2 separate regions of the Mus musculus genome follow, and region 1 is linked to region 2. Evidence: chromatin contacts called from public promoter capture Hi-C data. All regions are on one chromosome and are shown on one strand. The core of a region is the stretch at or near the end of the contact, and the rest is flanking DNA. Distances in the headings are between cores, read along the strand shown. Region 1 holds the start of Fzd9 (frizzled class receptor 9). Region 2 holds the start of Mlxipl (MLX interacting protein-like).

Region 1 (6,761 bases), core at 3,292-5,791, 140 kb after region 2:
GGAAAAGAGAAGGTGTACTGGTTGCCATTAAATAAATGCACATCTCAGCACAGCCCCCTCCCTGCCTTTCCCTTTATCTGGCTGCCAAAGTCGTACTACAGGCCCTTGAGCAAGTCGTGTGTACCCACTACCTTCTCACTCAGTGTGGGCCATAAAAGCTTTCTCATGCAAGAGAATCCTTGTATGAGACTCAAGGTTGCTGGCTTTGTGGGTCAGATATAGGATGAATGAATGCTCCATACAAAGCAGAGAATGAGGGTGTTGTCTTTATAAAGAACTTCTTAGGAAAGTCCAAGGTGTGGCTCAGTGGTAGACCGCCTGTCGCTATCACACTTCTGGCCCTGGGTTCCAGCCCCAGCAAAGCAAAAGCAGTGTTCTGTGCACCAAGTATCTATCTAGTCCATATCATAGTTCAGTTACATACACACGTTATTCCCAGAGATAACTACCTGCATTTCCTACCTCTGATTTCAACAGGATAACAAAAAACAAGAAATGAAGGCTGAGGTTTCATAAAACAGTTTTTGAAAAACTTTCTTAGCCAAACGTGGTGAGTGCCTTTAATCACAGTACTCAGATGCAAATATTCTCTGAGTCTGAGGCTATTGAGTTCCAGGACAGCCAGGGCTATATAGAGAGACCCTGTCTCAAAATATAAAAAAAAATAACTTTGAGGGACTTCACTCATAAATGCTGGTTATGTGTAGAATACATCCAGGGCCACTGACCACAATCTTTGCCTGTGGCTAGGACAGTGGGCAGGAGCACATGCTGTGAAAACGGAAGGACCTGAGATGAAACCCCAGCATCCCCAGAAAAGGCTGGGTGTGGATGAGTGAGCCGATGAGGACACCTGCCGTTCTCCCTGGCCCATGTATGCATATATTCACGCAATCATACACACACGCACACACAGGCAACTTCGGCCTGATTGGCATCAACAGTCTAGATACAATTTCAGCTGATACAGACCTCCGGGATGACCACACGTCCCTCACGGGGACAGGGATGGGACATGTCCCAGTAACCTGTGCTTCCCTAGCACACAGGTACACATAGTGTTTCCCCAGCTTCCCACACACTGTCAACTGTCCCAGCACAGCTGTGCACATCCCTGTGGTCCTGCCTTATTCTCGAAGCTGCTGTCAGTGCCCCAAGTTCTGATGTTTGGGGTGGGTGAGAAGGGACACAATAGTCAATGAATTCAACAGCTCCCTACCTCCCAGACTGGTACCAAGACATAGATAGACCTGCCCATCTTTCCCCCTCCATCCCAAAATACAAAGAGAGAGCTTGAGGCTCCAACTACCGAATATTCTGTTTTGTTGTTAGTGAAGGGTTTTATTGTTGATGTTAATGCTGTTTTTGTTTTTTGAAGACAAGGCTTCTAACTTGCTGAGCAAGTCTTTAAAAAATATTTTTACATCAATTTAGTGGGGGTCAGGGATTTGTGGGTGTTGGTTCTCGTACCTAGTGGGTTCAAAGGACTGAACTCAGATTAGACTCCATAGTAAACAACTTTACCTGCTGAGCCATTTGGCCTGCCCACTCTCTTTTTTTATTTTTATTTTTATCCAAAGAGTTTCAGGTAGCCAGGGGATACCTATGTTAAATTCCTGATCTTCCTACTTCTATCTCCCAAATATTTGAATTACAAACATGCTCCACTATGCCTCTTTTAAGCCGTGCTGGAGACAGAACCCAGGGCTTCATGCACGTTAGGCAAGGACACTGCCAACTGAGCTTGGATCCCAGCTCTCAGCAACCTTCATAGATAATGAGGACCATCCTCCAGACTTGGGTGAAAGGATGCCTTAGAAACAGTCTCCCTCCTCCCCTCCCTCCCTCTCTTTCTTTATAAAAAGCATCTTACTACATGTATGTATTTGTATAGTAGGAGTTGTGCCACAGGGCACAGGTAGGGGTAAAAACAGTCTGTGAGTTGGTCCCCAGCCCTATGTGAGTTCCTGCGATTGAAAGCAAGTCCTCAGTTTTAGCGGCAAGCACCTGTCTCCACTGAGCTCTCTTGCCAGCCCGGACCTTATTTGCTAAAGCAAAGTATGGGTGGGTAGGGGCGGGGGAGCTTACCTGTTTCTCTAAACAGGCTAGATGACACTGTTAGGACTAGAAGGAGCCATGTCACAGCCAGGGGTTCCTGGGTATTCATGAGGAGGTTCTTGTTGCACTTCAGAAGCACAGATCTCAGACTTGAGACAGGTGAGAAGAGAAACACACACCACGCACACGCACACACCCACAGCAGTCTAGGACTCCTATAATCCACCGATGCCCCCACAGAGGAACTTCCTCCTGGACAAGGGGTCAGAGGATGAATCTCATGGCCTCCGCCCCCCACCCCCAGCTCTGCTTATGAAGTTTCTCACCCTCCTGTCTTGTCTTCCCTCTTTCCAGCCCAGATAGAACACAGCAGTGCCACACGAGGGTTTATTCCAGTCACAGCTTCCAGAGAAATGCCACAATAAATTACATCATTAAATAACTCTGCACTGGACCCTGCCCCCTTCTGCCCCTTCTTATCCTGGGACCCTCTGTGGACTAGGACCACTCCCTGCATGAGACAGAAGGTCAAGGCCCTGAGCTTTACTGGGTCCCCACCCTAGTCCTCAGCCCCCTGTGTCTCACTTGTCTGACCTTGACAGCTGGGCAGCTGTTAGTCAGCTGTCTCTGAAGGGGGGAGGGGAGGGCAAGGAGGGAGCAACCATAACTCACAGCCTAGCCTATGTTCTAGAGGTGTGTGGGGTTCTCCAGAGAGGGGTCTGTCTTAGTCATGTGCAAGACCACCGTGGGGGCTTTGTAGTGGCAGTGGGTACCCCGGCCATAGCCCCCTGGGGTTCGGCAGGCCTTGGCCCGGGCTCGGCCAGCTGCCATTTTTCGGTAGCACAGGCTCTGCCAAGTCTGAAAAGTCTTGGAACTCCATACCCAGACTCCACTGGTGATGCCCACCACCAAGGACATGAAGATTTTGAGCATGAAGACAGCCACAGTGGGCACCGAGCCCCCTGGCAGCGAGCAGTCTCTCCGGCCTCCAGGCACGGTGGCAGCAGTACATGGTTGCTCTGTGGCCCGAAGCCGCCAGAAGTCCATGTTGAGGCGTTCATAAACGTAGCAGACAATGACGCAGGTGGCCGGCACTGTGTAAAGGATGGAAAAGACTCCGATTTTGACCATCAGCTTCTCCAGCTTCTCCGTATTGGTGCCTCCCGTCTTCATGATTTTGCGGATATGGAAGAGAGCCACAAAACCGGTCAGGAGGAAACTGGTACCCAGTACCAGGTAGCAAGATAGGGGTACCAACACAAAGCCAGTGAGGGCTGCCGGGTCCATGCTGGCTACATAGCAGAGCCCAGTCAGTTCATCGCCAGCCACCTTGCGCAGAGTCAGGACCACGATAGTTTTGAGTGCTGGCAGGCCCCACGCTGCCATGTGGAAGTAGCTGCCGTGAGCCTCGATGGCCTCGTGGCCCCATTTTTTGCCTGCAGCCAGGAACCAGGTTAGAGTCAAAACCACCCACCAAAGTGAGCTGGCCATCCCGAAATAATAGAGCAACAGGAAGACCAGGGTGCAGCCTGTGTTTTCCAGACCCTCCTGGATCACATACAGAGCCCCTGCCTCCTGGTCGCATGCCACACTCTGTGCACCTGCCACCGCTCTGATCAGGAAGGCCAAGGAGTAGACATTGTAGCACATAGAAAGGAAGATAATCGGGCGCTCTGGGTACTGGAACCGGTGAGGCTCCAGCAGGAAGGTGAACACGGTGAAGGCCGTGGAGAAGAAACACAACGCGGACCACACAGCCATCCAAACCAGCGCGAAGTCCTTATCGCGCCGAGACCAGAACACCTCGACGCCTGGCCCGCAGCGCGGAGCGCACGAGCGACTCTTCTCCACGTACTGGAACTTCTCGGGGTTGTCGCAGGTGCCACCGCTGCCGGGACCTGGGGCTGAATCTCCCGGTGGCCTCGCGGGCCGAGGTGCCACAGGGAGCATGCCCAGGCCCTTGTGGGGTTCTGTGGGGCCTGCTGTAGCGTTCTCGGGTGCCTCCATACAGAGTGCGTGCGGGTCGTTGCGCGTGGGGAGCCGGGCACAGTCGAGTGAGTCGGGCCAGCCGAAATTGAATTGCTCCATGATGGGGGCGCAGCGCAGGCGAGCCTGCTCGCACATGGGCCGGCAGGCTGGGATGGGAGTGGAGACCTGGTCGGTGCACATTGGGGCGTAGAGCGAGCAGAGGAAGAAGCGCAGGTGGCTGTGGCAGCCGTACTGCACGAGGGGCGAGAACTCGGCCAGCTGCGCCGCCGCCTCGCCCTGCGACGTGTGGCCCAGTAGGTTGGGCATGCGGGTCAGGTTGTAGCCAATGCCCCGGCACATGGGGATCTCCATCGCTTGGCACGGTGCGGGGCCACGGCCACGCTCCGGATCGAAGCGGCCGATCTCCAGCGCCGCGCCGCCCGTCGCCAGCAGCTGCCACAGCAGCAGCGCCCCGCGGAGCAGCGGTGGCACGGCCATCGCCCCGCGGCGCGGCCGCTCGGGCTCACTCGCACCGCTCCATCCCGCGTCCCGGGATCTGCGCGCCACGTCGCGGCTCCCGCGCCATCTCTCGGCCGCCCACGTGTGTCCCGGAGCGCGTGGCGCCTTCGGAGGAACAACCGCTACCACCGCCGTCGCCGCCGCCGCCGATGCCGCCGCCACTCCAGCCAGAGCCGGCGTGGTCTCCGCCGCCAGCCGCCGCGGCTCGGCACCCCGAGGGCGTGGTCAGTAGGAGGACACGCCCAGGGGCGGGGCAGTCCCTCAGGGCACGCCCCCGTCGCGCTTTAAAGGTGCCGCGCCTCTCTGCCACGCTGGAGGCGTGTGGGCAACGTTGTGGGTCAGCTTTTCTTCTCTTCTGCTCATTTCTTTCCCTTCCTTTGCAGACTCGACAGTCCGCGGGAACGCACCTCCCAATGTACTCCCTCGCATCAAGTGCGCCCTTTTCTTCCCAGGTGGGAGGGGACCATCCCAAGCTCTCCAAGCTCCAGGCTAGGGAGTTGCTTGTTCCCCCTCTCCTCTCTTCTTCCCTTAAGGGTGTTTTTGTTGATCCTGTTGTTTTTGAGACAGGGTCTCATATAACCCAGGCTGGCCTCAAGCTCACCTTGAATTCCTGATCCTCCTGCCTCATAAGGGCTGCCACCACATGAGGTTGTTTTTTGTTTTTTTGTTTTTTTGGTTTTTTTTTTATTAATTTATTATATGTAAGTACACTCACTGTAGCTGTCTTCAGACATTCCTGAAGAAGGCATCAGATCTTATTATGGATGGTTGTGAGCCACCATGTGGTTGCTGGGATTTGAACTCAGGACCTTTGGAAGAGCAGTCAGTGCTCTTACCCGCTGAGCCATCTTGCCAGCCCCCCACATGAGTTTTTTCTGCTGTTCATTCTAGGGATGGAACCCAGGCTAGACAAGCCACGTGCCCAGCCCAAGCTGATTTTGTTTTGTTTTCATTATATTTATCACACACACACACATCCTGCCGTTTGTCTGTCTGTGTGTGCGTGTGTGTGCATGTGTGTGTGTGTGTGTGTGTGTGTGTGTGTGACACGCACGAAACTGCATGCAAGCAAGGACAACTTGGGGAGTCAGTACTCTTCTTCTATCACGGGATACCTGCCCCCTGACTCGGGTCATCATGACTGGGATGGGGTGACTACCTTTATACTGAGCCATCTCTCCGGCTCCTCCACTTGTCTGTTTTGTTGTTGCCTTGCTTTGCTTTAAATTTTTAAATTTTCTTATTAATGTGCTTTGCTTGTCTATCTGTATGTGCACCACGTGTGTGCCTGGTACCCTTGGAGGCCCTAAGAAGGCTTTGGAACTGGAGTTGTGAACCTCCATGTGGGTGCTGGGAATCGAACCTAGGTCCTCTGGAGGAGCAACCAGTGATCTCAATTCCTGATCCATTTCTCAAACTCCCCATTTGTTTGTTTTCCAGACTATTTCATGTTGTCCAAGCTGGCCTCACATTCCTTATGTATCAAAGGACTTCTCACCCTCCTACTTCCACCTCCCAAGTGCCTGAGCCAGGTATTTCACAGTGATGATTTCAGCCTCTACTGTGGCCCTACAGGAAAGCCGGAGTCTCTGGTACAAGTCTGAAGGGAAAGCTATACTACTCAGGCTCACACACCTCCTCGGTGTCAGGACTGGCAGGCACATTGTTTCCCTGCTAAAAGTTGCCTGTTACATGCGCGCACACGCGTACACACACACACACACACACACACACACACACACACACACACACACACACACACACACACACACACACACACACACACATACACGGCTTGGCCAATACCCTCCTGCTATATTTAGAGCCGGGATTCAGGAAGAAGCCAGGGCAGCGCTGATGGCCGCAGTGAGAAAATGGGGTGGTCATTTCCTAGTCTCTCGGCTCCCAGAAAGCTGCAGCTCGGCAGGGACAAAGAAAAACATATGTGTCACTGGCATGCACCCAGCCCCCCCCCCCCCGAAAAGACTGGAGAGAAGAGGCTTTGTGAAGATGCAGCCAGCCCTGCACGCCAAACTGAGCCCCTGCGAGTCCCCAGGTTGGGTCTTGCTTCGCGATCCTAAACTCGGGGCTGGGGAGACGGCTTAGGCAGATAGGTGCTTTTTGGGCAAACATGAGGTCGTGAGTTCGGATCCCCAGCACCCACAAACGAAGCCAGGTGGCGTGATACACACCTGTTGATCACACTCCTGGAGAGG
Region 2 (6,642 bases), core at 3,658-6,157:
TGCTTTCGTCTAGTGAGCCGTCTTGCTGTCTGTTGCTAATTTATTTTCAAATTCTATGGCTTGTGGATAGCAAAGCACTAGATAATTATTTTTCCTGATTTTTTGTTGTTGTTGTTGTTGTTTGAGACAGGGTCTGGTCCTGTAGCCCAGGCTGGCTTTGGACTTCTTTGTTTTTTTGTTTTGTTTTGTTTTTCGAGACAGGGTTTCTCTGTATAGCTCTGGCTGTCCTGGAACTCACTCTGTAGACCAGGCTGGCCTCAAACTCAGAAATCCGCCTGCCTCTGCCTCCCAAGTGCTGGGATCAAAGGCGTGCGCCACCACGCCCGGCTGGCTTTGGACTTCTGATCCTCTTGCTTCAGGGCCTTGGACTGAAGATATGCATCTCCATACCTGCTACTTTTTAGAGTTGCCGCTTAACTGTGATCGGTTAATTAGCATATTTAGACACACACTCCAAAAATGTAGATTACTGAGATAGCTGCAATAAAATGTATTTCATTCCCTCTCTCTCTTCCTTGGTGTGTGTAGATTGATATGTAGAAAGATGGTAGATGGGTAGATGTATTTATAGACAGATAGTTGGATGACAGATACATGGGTAGGTATAAGAATTGGGGGATGAGCCGAGCAGTGGTGGCGCATGCCTTTAATCCCAGCACTTGGGAGGCAGAGGCAGGAGGATTTCTGAGTTCAAGGCCAGCCTGGTCTATGGAGTGAGTTCCAGGACAGCCAGGGCTACACAGAGAAACTCTGTCTCAAACAAACAAACAAACAAACAAAAAACCAACCAAACAAACAAACAAAAGAATTGGGGGAATGAGGCTAGGTGTGGTGCACACCTTTAATCCCAGCACTCAGGAGGCAGAGGCAGGCGGATCTCTGTGAGTTCCAGACCAAGATGGTTTACATCGTGAGTTCCAGGCTAGTCACAGCCACACAGTGTGACCCTGCCTCAAAGGGAGAAAGAGAGGGAAGGAGGGAGAGGGAGAGGGAGAGGGAAGGAGGGAGAGAATGGCTTTTGTTTTGAGATGGGCCTGTGGACATGTCCAGAATGGGATTCTTTTGACCTTGTTCACTGAGAGAAGAAGACCCATCCACTGTGGGTGGTTCCATTCCCTAGCTGGGATCCTAGACTGTGTAGATGGGGAAAGGTTGCTGAGCAGCAAGCAGCTTCCATGCTGTCTGCTTCCTGATAGAGGGTGTGCCCAGATGCTTCAAGCTGCTGCTGCCTTGACCTCTCCTCCATGACACACGGTGCCTTTGAACTGTGCACTAGAGTAAACACTCTCTCCCTTAATTTACTTTTGTTGGAGTATTTTATTACAGCAACAGGAAACGTAACTAAGATACAGTTGATGGGATGCATCGGCGATGGGGAGATTGATCAATTGAGGAACAGATGAATAATAGATGGATAGATAGATATATGGGTAGGCAAATGGATTGAATGCATCCACAGATAGTTAGATGGGTCAATAGATAGATGGATTGGTAGATAATGGGATGGATAAGTAGAAGCTTGGATGAACAGATGAACAGCTGAGTGGACAATAGATCAGATAGATGGACAGTATATGTGCAGACAGACAGGTAGATGGTTGGACAGTGGGTGAATCCATGGATAAATAGATGGTGAGTGGACTGGCGGATGGATAGATAGATGATGGGTACCCATGAGTGACGGTAGACAGGCAACTAAATACATGATGGCCAGAGAATAGATGGATGAGAGATGGAGAGATGATGTACAGATAGAACAGGGACAGATGGACAGATAATGGACAGACAGATGAAGGGATGGATGGATGGATGGGTGGGTGGATGGATGGATGGGTGGGTGGATGGATGGATGGATGGATAGATGGTTAGATGGATAGATAGATAGATAGATAGATAGATAGATAGATAGATAGCAGGTGAATGGGTGGACCCACATAGCTAGTAGATAAATGTGATACAAACTCGTCTATTCAGCAAATAATCAATAGCTTGGTTGTATTTGTTTGATTGGTTGCTTTGGTTTGGAGACAGGTTCTCACTATGTAGTCCTGGCTGCCCTGCTGTGGAGCTCACTGTGTAGATCAGGCTGGCCTTGAACTTTCAGAGATCCTCCTGCCTCTGCACTCCACAGTGCTGGGATTGAAGGTGTGAATCACCACATCTGGCCACTTTGAGAGGAGGTTAGACTGTAGAGAGGCACAGGGTCCGCCGAGGAGTTTGCCATCTAGTGGGAAAGAGAGGCCTCACACCCTCTGTGAATCTCAGGCAGAAGAAAATCAGATCAATTGTGATCAGAACCAGGGTATAGAGAACTCAGGGAGGAGATGGCATTTCGGTGTGAGCAGACCAGGGGGGAAACCTCGAGAGGCACCCAGAAGAGGATGTCAGGAAGGATGCCAGGGGAACTGGCTCTCTACACCCAGTAGGGAACTCATCGTTCAATCTCTGTGGATCGTGAACCCTATTTATTTATTTAAAAGGCTGTGAACTCTGGGCATCGGGTACTAGAGGGCAGGCGAGAAAGGCAATGAGAGGTGAATCAGGCCACTTACACCATGCCACCTGGAAGGGGCATTGTGTCATGTCCCCCGTTGCCACCCGAGGACGAAATCAAAAGTTTGAAGAATTCTTGCATTTGTTTGTTTTCATTTATTTTGATGTTTTTGTTTTGGCTTTGTTTTACACTTATTTTATTCATTCATTTGTGTGTGTGAGAGAGAGAGAGAGAGAGAGAAGGAGAGAGAGAGAGAGAGAGCAGGTGCCAACAGTAAAGTCTGTCAACAACTTGTGAGAGTTCTTCTTCTACCATGTGGGGTCCAAGGATTGGTCATCAGGCTTGGCAGCAAGCACCCTCACCCACTGAGCCATCTCACAGGCTGTGTTTTATTTTGGAGGGATGGTGGAGGTGGGGGGGGGTGTCTCACTATGTAGCCCAGGCTAGCCTCAAACTTGCTATGTAGCCAAGCATGACTTTGGACTCTGATCCTCTGCCTCTATCTTTCTGGAGCTGAGATTACAAGCATGCAATGCCACACCTGGTTTAGGCAGAGTTGGGGATAGAACCCACAGCTTCCTAAATGCTGGGCAAGTTCTCTACCAACTGAACTACAGGCCCGGCCTGAGACTGGAAACTATTTCCTGTTGTTGTTGTTGTTGGGAGTGGGCGTTGGGGTTGTGGTGGTGATTTTTGTTTGTTTGTTTGTTGTTTGGTTTGGTTTGGTGTTTTTTTTTTTGTTCCTTTGTTTTTGTTTTTTTGTTTTTTTTTTTTTTTACAAGACAGGGTTTCTCTTTGCATAGCCCTGGCATAACCTCAGCAAAATCCTGGGTTCAATCCCCAGCAGGGCACAAACAAACAAACTCTTGTCTGAGGCACACCACACCGGAATGACAACAAAGCCAAACATCTCAAAGCCTGATCTAGATGTCTAGATGTGGTTGAAAAATTGCTTTAGGGACCCCTAGCTTCCCCAGCAGTGTTCCCCAAGCCTCCTGTCCCAGTGGAAAGGTTAGCTATGTCTGAGTGGGGTGGAAGGATGGAGGGTGACTCTACTTCATCTCACCCCCCAACCATCGGTTGCTCTCCAAACAGCTTCATCTGCATCTCCATTCTGTCTCCCAGGCCCCGAGAAAGTCTTTGAGGACCTCAGCAATATCTAGAAAGATAAGCTTGTCTATAAAACTCCCATCGCTGTGGAAGCAGAGACAAGAAGACCATAAAATTTAAATTCTACTCTCCATGGAAAGTTCCATATCTCTGGGTGGTGGTGGAGGTGCGTGCATTTAATCCCCGTGCTCCCAAGGCAGGGGCAGGCAGATCTCTGAGTTCCAGGCCAGCCTGGTCTACAGAATGAGTTCTAGGACAGCCTGGAGTACACAGAGAAACCCTACCTAGAAAAACAACAAAACAAAAATAGAAAAAGAAAGAAAGAAAGAAAAAAGGAAAGGAAGAAAAGCAGGAACAGAAAGAAGCTAGGCTTCAGGGCTGGTGAGAGAACTTCCCGAGGAGAAAGCCCGAGTGCAGGGAGGTGATCTAGAGAAGGTGAACTCTTAGAGTCCACTTCTGAACTTTGCTGTAGAGGCATAGGACAATCATAAGAGCGCCTGGGTACAAGCAAGCATTGGGGTTCAACCGCACAGGACCCTGGGAAAGTGAAGAAGGCAGGCAAGCGATTTACTGAACTCACTATGAAGCAGAGGATGACCCTGAATTTCTGGTTATCCATCTATCTATCTTATCTATCTATCTATCTATCTATCTATCTATCCTATCTCTCTCTCTCTCTCCATCTATCTATCTAGTGTTTATGTGTCTAGGAATACATATGGATCTCAGAGGTCAAATTTTAAAAATCGAGTATTTTCTTCCAACATGTGGGTCCTAGGGTTTGAACTCTTGTCCTCAAGCCTGGTGGCAAAGGCTTTTACCGGCTAGCGGTCTTGTTTGTTGTTTGGGATTTTTTTTTTTGTCTCTTTCTTTCTCTCTCTCTCTCTCTCTCTCTTTCTTTCTTTCTTTCTTTCTTTATTTCTTTCCTGTCTGTCTGTCTGTCTATCTGTCTGTCTGTCTCCACCTCCCGAGTGTTACACTTACAGAATCACCCCCATGCTAGTGTCTGTGGTTCGGAGGATCGAACCCAAGGCTTTGTGCACGCTAGCCAGCCCCAGCCCAGTCCCAGCCCCAGCCAGACTTTCTGAAACCTGAAAAGTAGAGACTAAAAAGTGCTCTCAACAGAAAGAAAGGCGAAGCACCGCCAAAGCTCCAGGATCAGTGGTTTCACACCACGCTCACTGGTTATGCTAATTTAAACATCACCTGCCAACTAAGGGCCACGCCCACCACAAGGACCTATCAGGAGAACAGGGGCGTGGCCATGGTAATTAGGCGCAGCTGGCTACGTTAAGCGCTCTCCAGAGCGCCCGAGAGTTGGCGACAATAGTGGCCATGGCGCGCGCGCTGGCGGATCTATCCGTGAACTTGCAGGTCCCCCGGGTCGTCCCTAGCCCGGACTCGGACTCGGATACGGACTTGGAGGATCCGAGTCCCCGGCGCAGCGCGGGTGGCCTGCATCGATCACAGGTCATCCACAGCGGACACTTCATGGTGTCTTCGCCGCACAGCGACTCGCTGACCCGGCGACGCGACCAGGAGGGGCCCGTGGGGCTCGCCGACTTCGGGCCGCGCAGCATCGATCCGACACTCACCCACCTCTTCGAGTGCTTGAGCCTGGCTTACAGGTGAGGGCGGACCGGGGAGCCTGAGTCCCAGCTTTCCGTGGTGGGACCGCGCACTGGGGCTCCTGTCCCAAACTGCTACGGGGGACGCTGGACACAACTTAGGCATTATCTTCCTCGCCTGGTCCTGCGCAACCCACGGACCCTCATGAATCATTTGTGTCCCATCACTTGCTTGTGGCGCCACTGTCCTGTCCTCCACCTTTGTCTCCACCTTTGCAGGGCCTTCTACGGTTGGGCCCCCGCTCTTTGATTCTTCTGCTTTTGCACTTAAATGCCAGGTGTCTTTCACACTCCTCAGACTATAACCCATCCCGTCCACTGCCTCCCTCCACTCGTGGTATGCCTGGACTGTTTCGTTCATCCTCAGCAGTCCCTGCAAAGTCCCACTCTTCCCTGCACGCTGCAGTTATCCCGTGGTCGCCCTCATAGGCAGTGTCCACTTACATGGAAACAGTTTCTTGCTCACTTGCCCAGACACCATTTATTTTGGCTTGATTTAGTTTGGTGAGCCAGAGTCTCACTCTAAAGTTCAGGCTGGCATTGAGCTAGGTAGCCCAGGCTGGACTCCCATCTCGGCCTCCCAAATACGGGGATTACAGGCATGAGCCACCGTGTCTGATTTAGAACGCTACGTCAAGGTTGGCGGGAAGACGGTGCCCAGCACCTGCCCAGAGCCAGCAGAGGGTGCTGCAGTCCACCCTAGGTCGGGTAGGGAAAACCTGGTCTCCCCGAACCCGGTAAGAGGCTGCAAGGCAGCCAGGAACCCTGTAACTACGGCTCAGACCTCCGGGGCCGCACCCAGCTTCAGCCCCACCTATGTGTCCCCGAGGAGGGCGCGAACTGGGGTCTTGGCCCAGTGCCCTGGAGCAAAGTTCCCGGGAGCAGTGGGAAGAGGATAAATTATCAACCGAAAACAGTAGGAGAGAAAGGGGGATCGGCCGGCCTTGATCTTTCTTCTCTGTAAATATCACGCTTCTTCAGCGAGCCTCCTCCCCTTCGTAGAACCGCTGGCTGTAGACCGGCACCTGCAGCCCCACAGGGGACCTGGAGCTGGGGTGGGAATTGCGGAAGAGCGTGGCCCACCTCGTGGCGGCAGAGCCACGCGACCCCATTGGCTGGAGGCAGAGTAACCTTGGCCCACAAGTTCTGGCCTCAAGCCCAGGTCATGTTGCAACCTGATAGTTCAGGGCGCTGAGACCAATGTGGAAAGTTCAAATTCCCTGTCCCGTTGCCCCTCCCCCGCCCTTGGACATCATGAGACTGCCTGGGAAGGGGCCATCTAAGGTCTCAGAACACCAGAAGCAGCTCACACTGGGGCAGTGCTTTAATTATCAAAGACTTCCGATTAAAGGAGAGGGAGAATATCCCTCACTCTCTTTCTCTTATTGAGTCCCACACTGTAGACTAAGC

Evidence for each region. Capture Hi-C pulls out chosen DNA fragments and counts their contacts.
Region 1: a promoter capture Hi-C map of liver shows a contact between it and region 2. The contact joins the promoter of Fzd9 here to the promoter of Mlxipl in region 2. A contact is called at or near these places in 7 of 39 promoter capture datasets (the 3T3-L1 cell line, the SN4741 cell line, cranial neural crest and 3 more), 1 of 15 datasets of contacts at CTCF or cohesin (pro-B cells), 13 of 484 Hi-C or Micro-C datasets (3T3-L1-derived adipocytes, the HPC-5 cell line, Th1 cells and 10 more), 8 of 115 datasets of contacts at active chromatin or transcription factors (astrocytes, embryonic stem cells, microglia and 1 more) and 3 of 9 other capture datasets (adipose tissue, liver and pancreatic islet).

The regions. Positions count from the first base shown.
Region 1 is chr5:135,246,506-135,253,266 of GRCm38.p6, forward strand. It overlaps Fzd9 (frizzled class receptor 9), which reads right to left and starts at 4,542. Exons shown (of 1, transcript NM_010246.1): 1 at 2,433-4,542. The coding sequence starts at 4,524. The coding sequence ends at 2,746.
Region 2 is chr5:135,101,984-135,108,625 of GRCm38.p6, forward strand. Mlxipl (MLX interacting protein-like) reads left to right here and starts at 4,908. Exons shown (of 17, transcript NM_021455.5): 1 at 4,908-5,232. The coding sequence starts at 4,940.